Regions from separate parts of the Sus scrofa genome. Here region 2 is linked to region 1. A link is a contact called in public HiChIP or PLAC-seq data. All regions are on one chromosome and are shown on one strand. Each heading gives the region's core, a stretch centred on a gene start, on an enhancer-like site or on the middle of the called end of the contact. The rest is flanking DNA. Distances are from core to core; before and after follow the strand shown. Region 1 holds the start of NID1 (nidogen-1). Region 2 overlaps NID1 (nidogen-1).

Region 1 (3,808 bases), core at 905-3,404:
TACAGCTACGGGCCTACTCCACAGCAACACCAAATCTGAGCTGCGTTTGCGACCTACACCTGTAGCTCCCAGCAACGCCAGATCCTTAACCCACTGGATGGGGCCAGGGATCGCCCACATCCTCATGAATACTAGGCATCGATACTACTAGGGTTTGTTTCTACTGAGCCACAACGGGAACTCCCAGTCCTGTGGGGGTTTTTTCTTTTTTTTTTTTTAATGCATTTAAAAACCTACCACGGGAGTTCCCTGGTGGCCTAGCGGTTAAGGATTCCGTTGTCACTGCTGTAGCTCAGGTTGGATCCCTGTCCTGGGAACTTCCGCATGCCTTCGATGCGGCCAAAACCAAAAAAACCAAAAAAACAAAAAACAAAAACAAAAAAACAACCTATGACGGGGTCTTAGGTTTCAGCAGGCTGCGTGCGCAAGGAGCTCAGCGTCAGTCAACCCACACGGGGATTGGAGACTCTGTGGGTGGAGACTTTAAAGGACGCATTCTTCTTCCAGCTCCACGTGGGTGGGTCCCGGGCGCAGTCGCCCCAGCCAAAAGACCAGTACAGCCATTTCATGGGTAGGACAGGCTCCAGCCGCTGATGGTGCTGTTCCCCCCACTTCTGGAATGCACACAGCTTTATATGAAATCCACATGGTGTGCAGCGGCGGAAGGCAATGGCACGAAAGGACTTTACCAAGCTGACAGCGTACCCAGGCTCTGCCAGTTAGAAGGCTCCAGAGAGCGAAAAGGCTCAGGCCCGCTCCCCTTCTGGGGCCCCCATGGTGACAGTGCTGGGCTACAGGAAATTGGATCACCAGGGCGCTCTGCTTTCCCAGCCCTGAACTTTGGAGTGAAAAAAAACTCAACCAGAGAGCAGAATCATTGCCAAGACATATCCGGAGTCCACATACACAAATGCACGGGCTGTCGGTTAAATTCCCCGGGGGCGGAGAGCCGGCTTTGGCGGTCTTTTCCTGCCCCAGCACCTACTGGAGTCCCAGGGCCCGCGCGCCAGCTGCGACCTAGCTCTGGCCTTTGCCCCACGCCTGGTCCCAACCAGACCATCTCCTTTCCTTCAAAGGCAGAAGGCAAAGACAAGACGCGGACGGGCTTCCCAGCGGGCGCAGCTGCCCACAGCCGCGGGAGAGGAAATTCCGCCCGGGTCCCAGAGTGTGGGGTCGCGGGGTCCTGGAGTGAGACAGGGCGCACACGGGGTGGCGCCGACGGGGCGAGCTCCCCAGACCGGAGTGCCCCTCTCGCGACAGCGAACAGGCTGCGGGGAGGCGTCGGAGGCCCGGCGGAGGCGGAAAGCCCACGGGGGCTTGGAAACCGAGCGCCGCACCCCGCGCCCCAGAGGCTAGCTGGTCGCGCGGTCCCCGCCCACGACGCCCACGTCCGTCCGGCTTCGTTGGCGCCCCCAGCCCGCCTGGGCCTTCCTTCCGACGCCGCTTCAGCCTTCCACGCTCTCCCCCCAGATTGCTCCCACCTCCCGCCCGGGGTCGCACTCACGTAGATCGAGTGGATGTTGGATTTGTCGAAGAAGCGGAGCGCTGTGCTCAGCTCCAGGGCTGGGGAGACGAGGTCGTCCCCGGCCTCCAGCTCCAGGTCCCCGTGTCCCGGACCGAAGGGAAAGAGCTCCTGGTGGCTCAGGCAGCCCCCGGGCCCCGCCAGCAGCAGCTGCAGCAGCAGCGCCAGCGTCCACGCAGCCTGGCTCCAGCGGATTGCGGCCAACATGTTGCCGGACTGCTGTCCCGCAAACCAAGGGGTCGGCGGCCGGAGGCTGAGGAAGGCGGAGATGTAACCGGACGCCCCTCAGCAACCCCTCCACGCCTCCGGTCTCCCGAAGTTCCCACCCCGGGAAATAGGGGAGGGGAGGGGAACCGAGGGGAGATGGAGAGGCGCCCCGCCCCGTCCACAGGGCGCGCAGCAGAGGCTACCCAATGGCCGTGAGGGGGAGGGCGAGGGGAGACACAGAATCCCCTCGCCGTTGTGGCTGAAGCGCCCTCGTTCACGGCGGGGTAATGGGCACTGGTGGCCGCGGTTCCTGAAACTAACCCAGTTCCCATCGAACGGCCCCTCCCGGAGGTGGGAGCAGAGCGCTGAGCTCTTCACCATTGTCTTCGGGTCTGGGCTAAGTCATGGGGACCCGGCAACATGGAAATGCTCTGGATTCGGGGACACGCTGCTTGGCGGCGTCCGGAGGTCGGATTCCCCTCACATGGTCAGACTCTGGTAGGAAGAGGGGATAGTGGGTGCTGAGGATTAGCAAGAAGGGAGCAGGGCCATTTACTCGTCCATCCGTTCTCTTAACTCTTGAGTGGAAGTTCGGCCAGAAATAGGAGCCAACACGCAGAGACAAAGTCTTGAGTGTATGACATTATTCAATGTTATGTGGGGTGTGCTCCCTACGTGCCATTAGGACTGGAATAATTGGTCCAGGAGAGCGACTTTGGGGATATGGGAATCAAACCAGGTCTTCTGGAAGGGATAGAGTTCCACCAGGGGTCTGGGGAAGGAACTTTCTGGAAGCTGGAGGGCGTGAGCTCTGGGTGGATTCAAGGGGCCATCTCTCACTTGAGAATTTGGGGGAAGGAGTCCTGTTTGAAGTAAATCCTTTACTATCAAACCTAGGAACCTGATCTCTTCTAACACTGGCGGGAGTGTTCTTGACAAAGGAAGATAGGTGATGTAAGTGGTGTCCTGAATAATGGGTTGATCATTAACTTAGCGGTGGGTTGAAAGAAGAGGCAGAGGTCATCAGAGGACCATTGAGAGGGGAAAAAAAAGTAGTGAGGAAAGAAAAGGTGGAAACTGGGAAGAAATGAAGGGGAAAGGAGGAAAGTTTAAACTGGCTGGAAAGTTTTGAACCTGGAGGATTGCACAACCTCTCCTGCCTTTTAAAGTTGGGGAATGGGAGCTGCAACTTTGAGAGTTTGGATAGGTGTTTGATGTCAGACCTGTTAACTTGGAGGCATCAACAGGGTATCCTCCGTTGCCTCTCACCAGCTAAAATTAAGGGCCTGGGACCCAGTTTGGGATAATTTTTCTAATAATAGCAAATTCTCTATAATATTTAGGGAGCAGGAGTCCTGAACCAGGAGAAAATGTGAAGAAAAAGCCAGTGAAATGCACCATCGTTTTGCAATCACAAAGCCATCCCCCATTTATAGAAGAGGGACAGAGAGGCCCAGAGAGGTTAAATCACTTTGCTACAGTCACATAGCTGGAAGCCTGCATGGGACCCAGGGTGGTCCAGCTCTAAGATGACCTTAGCCACTACATGGTAGCCTCAGTATTGCTACATTTCTTTCTTTTGATGTTAAAGAGTGACTAATGCTGCCTGCAATCTGCTGCAAAATCCGGTGGCTTTTCCTTCATTTCTCTCCCAGAACTGCTTCGCTCAGAGCCTCCTCCGTTCAGCTCCAGAAGCACTTCTTGACTCTAGTCCGTGCGGTTAAGTATCCTCAGCTGCTGCACTGTCTGTCTCTGAGTTTCTGGGCTCCAGCTCTGCCCTTTTCCACAGAGAGAACTCCCTGCAGAGGCACATCTGCTCCTCTCTGCTCACCTGCATGGCTCCCAGGGCTCCAGTGTGTGCTCAGCCAGTTTCCTCCCGCCTGCACCCAGACACTCCCCTCCTTCCTACCCTCTGCTTGACAGCAGAGCCATCTCAGAAGCCATTGCCTGTCCTGGAATGCTCTCACCCCTCTCACGAATTCTCTGCCTTTTTAGTACTCAGATGGCTTCTGAAACTCCTATTGGTCCATGGAACTTTACTCAGCTAATGCAGAAGCAAGAGCAGTTCCCCACATAGCC
Region 2 (4,191 bases), core at 125-2,624, 97 kb before region 1:
GTTCAAACTCCATCAGGGTTTTATTGGTGTCACCCGGGATTCCTTCCCCTCCACTGACGATGAAGTTGAAGGTCATCTAGCAGGGCTGGAACTGACATCAGGAAGGGGAAGAGCCGAGGATGGAGCGACCCTGCCCCGGGGGTCTGGGGAACATGGAAACTATCACCGTGCTCTTTCATACAAGCAGTCCTGATCCTCAGCCCTCTCTGCGCTGGCCTTCACTGGACTCCAAACACCATCATGACTGCGAATGCCAGAAATGCCGAAGCCCCCACGAAGGACCCCAGTAGAGGAAGTTTATTGAGAATTAGAAACAGCAGTTGAACAAGGTCTTTATTATTCTTTATTATTCCCCACCAAGAATAAAGATTTATAAAGTGCTAAAATATTTCCTAAGTGGGAGTTCCCGTTGTGGCTCAGCAGTAACAAACCTGACTAGTACCAAGAGAACACGGGTTCGACCCCAGCCTCGCTCAGTGGGTTAAGGATCTGGCATTGCTATGAGCTGTGGTACAAGTCACAGATGAGGCTCAGATTCTGTGTTGCTGTGGCTGTGGTGTAGTTAGATGTGGCTCTGATTTGACCCCTAGCCTGGGAACTTCCATATGCCACAGGTGTGGCCCTAAAAGACCCCAAAAACACAAATTCCCATGTGCCTAGAGGCCAATTTATGGGGAGACTGACTTGCAAAGCCCCTTTCCAACTTTCAGACACAACCAGGAGGAATCACTCTGCGAGGTATTTGGAATGAGCACATCTTGTGAGAGAGGCACTAGCTACTCAGACACACACGGAACAGTGGCACCAGGAGGCTGTTCAATGAGAACATCTTTCCAAGTTCCTGGAAGGAATCCCATGTTGCCTGTCTCTTTATAATCAGCCCTGGCCCCGACATCAAACTCTGAGAGCAGCTGTACCTCCTCCCTCTACCAGGGAAATGCTTCTTCACGGGCTACAGCGCCAAAGGAAAGGCCTGGAAAGCCTCATCCTCTGCTGTGAGTCAGGGCAAGCTGGGAAGACAGCTGGACAGTATGTTCCAAACAGATCATGTTGAAAGGAAACAGATGATGATCCACATTAAAGGAATTTGGTGAGGACTTGAACTCAAGGCAAGACAGAGAAGCCCAGGATTCAGACCGTATGAAATCAGGAAGAAAAGAAAAAGAAAAAGACACCCACTGCCATTTTCACACGCTAGGAATGCACCCACATGTACCATGGTGAAGATGGAAGTGGAAGTTTCTTCCTCTCTTTATAAACTAAAAAAAAATTACTCCTAGTGATCTTTCTTTTATGAAGATCACGTGCTGATTTAAGACTGTGTTTTCACAGTGGGCTCTGGCCTGGAATGTTTCTTGCTGTGCTGACTGCTTTCGTGGATGATTGTCAGTTCCAAAAGCAACAGGAAACAGCAAACGATGACCCTCCTCCACTGGGTTTTGAGGTCAACTCACAGATAAAAGCAACAATATTTTTAAGAGGGATAAGATGCAAAAAGGCATGATCAAACTTCTGTTCATTTAAAGCAAGCCATAAAAGCTGGCAGACATGACTTAAGCTGCACACTGGCCTCCAGAGAGGTCTCTGGACAAAGTCAGACATACTTAACTCAACCTCAGCTTAATTCTTGCTGCATCAACTCTTGTCAAGAAGCCAAGGAAGGAAAAACACACGCCAGGGGCCATTCTGTAGGCACAGGGACCCTTCCAGAGTATCAAGTGTTAGGGAAACATTAAATTAGAAATTTGGGGAGTTCTCGTCGTGGTGCAGCAGAAATGAATCTGACTAGGAGCCATGAGGTTGTAGGTTCAATCCCTGGCCTCGCTCAGTGGGTTAAGGATCTGGCGTTGCTGTGGCTGTGGTGTAGGCCGGCAGCTGAAGCTGTGATTAGACCCCTAGCCTGGGAACCTCCGTATGCCTTGGGTGTGGCCCTACAAAAAAAAAAAAAAAAAAAAGAAAGAAAAGAAAAAAAAGAAAGAAATTTGGAGAAGCAACATGCAGCCCCAAGTAAAAAGAAATACCAAAGAGGCTTATATATATATTTTTTGCTTTTTAGGGCTGACTAAAAAAGGTTCCCAGGATAGGGGTCAAATTGGAGCTACAGCCGCTAGCCACAGCCACGGCAATGAGGGAACCGAGCTGGGCAGAGTCCTTGGCTTAAGTCAGCATCTTTATGTTAAGTTAAGGAAATGAGGTGAAATGTTGAGGGGGAGGCTGTGCCAAAGTGTCAGGCACTTGATCAACAGTGATGCAGCGGAAAACTGAGAAATGTCTGTAAAAGTTCAGCCTGATTTGCTGGAGGCCTCTGACAATCTGAGCAAGGTCCAATGGCGGGTAAAGAGACCCAACTTATCATAATGTTACAGGTCAAAGAGACAACACTTCAACCTGAAAACTGTCTTGGAAACAGACTCAACTCTCATGGACAGTATTTGCCAGCATGCCTGTGACCCTCCTATCACCCGATGGAGAAGCCCCTGAGGCAGACACTCAAAGTATCAATTCTAGGCTCAGCAGCCAGAGGAAGAGATGTCTTTCCCTTCTGGATGGTTGAGTTTGGCCTTTATTATTCCTTAAAACTGGCTACATGAGCTTTCAGAGATAGGCGTGGACAGTTACCCTTTTTAATTTTATTTTTTGAAGACTGGCAACAAATCCCAGCTGAGATGTCCATGATTTAATGATGAGTCCTTGCAGGACTCTTCAGGGAAGGCTGGAAAGAGGGATGTTTGAGATCCCAGGCCCGCTCCAATCATCATATCCCATAAGCAACCAGATACCACACCCCTCCACTCCCTCCCCAAAGCCACTTGGGCTGCCAGAAGCCAAACCCAAAAGGAAGAAGGATCTTAGCTTGCCCACCTTGTCGAAGGATGGTGGTTGGCTCCCCACCATGCAGACTGGCTCTCCCAATGGAAGGCTCACTGATGTCGGTCCAGTACACCATCTGGTCCACACAGTCGAAGGCCAGTCCGATGATGACTTTATCCTGGAAGCGCAGACCAGCAGTGAGCCTGGGCCACCTGCTAGCATCTGAATCACGAGTAACGGTGGGAATCTTTCACGTGCTTATAAGCATGTGGATACCTTTTTTTCCTCTCTCTCTCTTTTTATGGCCACACCTGCAGCACATGGAAGTTCCCAAGCTAGGGGTCGAATGGGAGCTGCAGCTGCCGGCCTACACCACAGCCACAGCAACACCAGATCTGAGCTGCATCTGTGTCCTATGCCACAGGGTGTGTCAACACCAGGATCCTTTACCCACTGAGCGAGGCCAGGGATCAAACCTGCATCTTCTCGAATACTAGTCGGATTCTTAACCTGCTGAGCCACAACAGGAACTCCTGGATACCTTTATAAATGAAGTGTCTTCAAGTCTTTTGTCCATTTTTACAGTTAAATTACTGAGTTGTAGGAGTTCTTTATGTATTTCAGATAAAAACATTGGTCATACACATGTATGTATGTGTGTTTATGTATATGTTTATTTCCTCTCAGTACATAGCACTTTTTGATTTTCTTCATGGTGTTTTTGGGAGCAAGTTTTTAAGTCTATTTATTTATTTAGGTTGCCCTTGTGGCATGTGGAAGTTCCTGGTCCAGGTATTGAACTCGTGCCACACAGCAAAGAAAGCCACAGCAGTGACAATGCCGGATCCTTAACCCATTAGGCCACTAGGGAACTCCTATTATTTTTCTTTTATGGCTAATGCTTTTTGTATATTGTCTAAGAAATCTTTGCCCACTTGAAGATCATAAAAAAGAAATAAAAGATATAAATATTGGAAAGGAAGAGGTAAAATCACTTTAAGACATTACGATTATTTATGTAGAAATGAATCCTGGAGACTCTATAATAATATTTTAACAAGTAACTGAATCTAGCACGGTTGCAGGATCCAAAGCCAATATACAATTGTATTTCTACATAACAGCAAAAAGTCAAATTTTAAAGTAATGTTTATAATAGTAACAAAAACAAGATATTTAAGAATGAATGGGATTTTTTGGTTCTACCTGTGGCATACAGAAGTTCCCAGGCACGGACTGAACCTGAGCCACAGCAGTAACAACACTAGATACTTAACTCACTGAGATACCAGGGAACTCCAAGAATAAGTATTTTTAAATGTGCAAGATTCTATACTGAAAAAAACTATATATATATATATATTTATATATATTATAACA

Evidence for each region. HiChIP or PLAC-seq counts read pairs in DNA pulled down with a chosen protein or histone mark.
Region 2: a contact with region 1 is called in an H3K27ac HiChIP or PLAC-seq map of skeletal muscle, with 5 times the contacts expected there. The contact joins the enhancer-like site here to the promoter of NID1 in region 1. A contact is called at or near these places in 3 of 47 Hi-C or Micro-C datasets (embryonic fibroblasts, heart right ventricle and mesenteric adipose tissue) and 1 of 2 datasets of contacts at active chromatin or transcription factors (skeletal muscle).

The regions. Positions count from the first base shown.
Region 1 is chr14:55,237,673-55,241,480 of Sscrofa11.1, reverse strand. It overlaps NID1 (nidogen-1), which reads right to left and starts at 2,154. Exons shown (of 20, transcript XM_021073758.1): 1 at 1,505-2,154. The coding sequence starts at 1,729.
Region 2 is chr14:55,333,489-55,337,679 of Sscrofa11.1, reverse strand. It overlaps NID1 (nidogen-1), which reads right to left. Exons shown (of 20, transcript XM_021073758.1): 15 at 2,863-2,989. Among named protein-coding and RNA genes, the nearest start is that of NID1, 96 kb to the right of the region's middle. Within about 2 kb of position 1,374, at least 16 of the 83 cell types and tissues checked have an H3K27ac peak or open chromatin away from gene starts, as enhancers often do. A contact at or near this core is called in skeletal muscle, where this site is marked.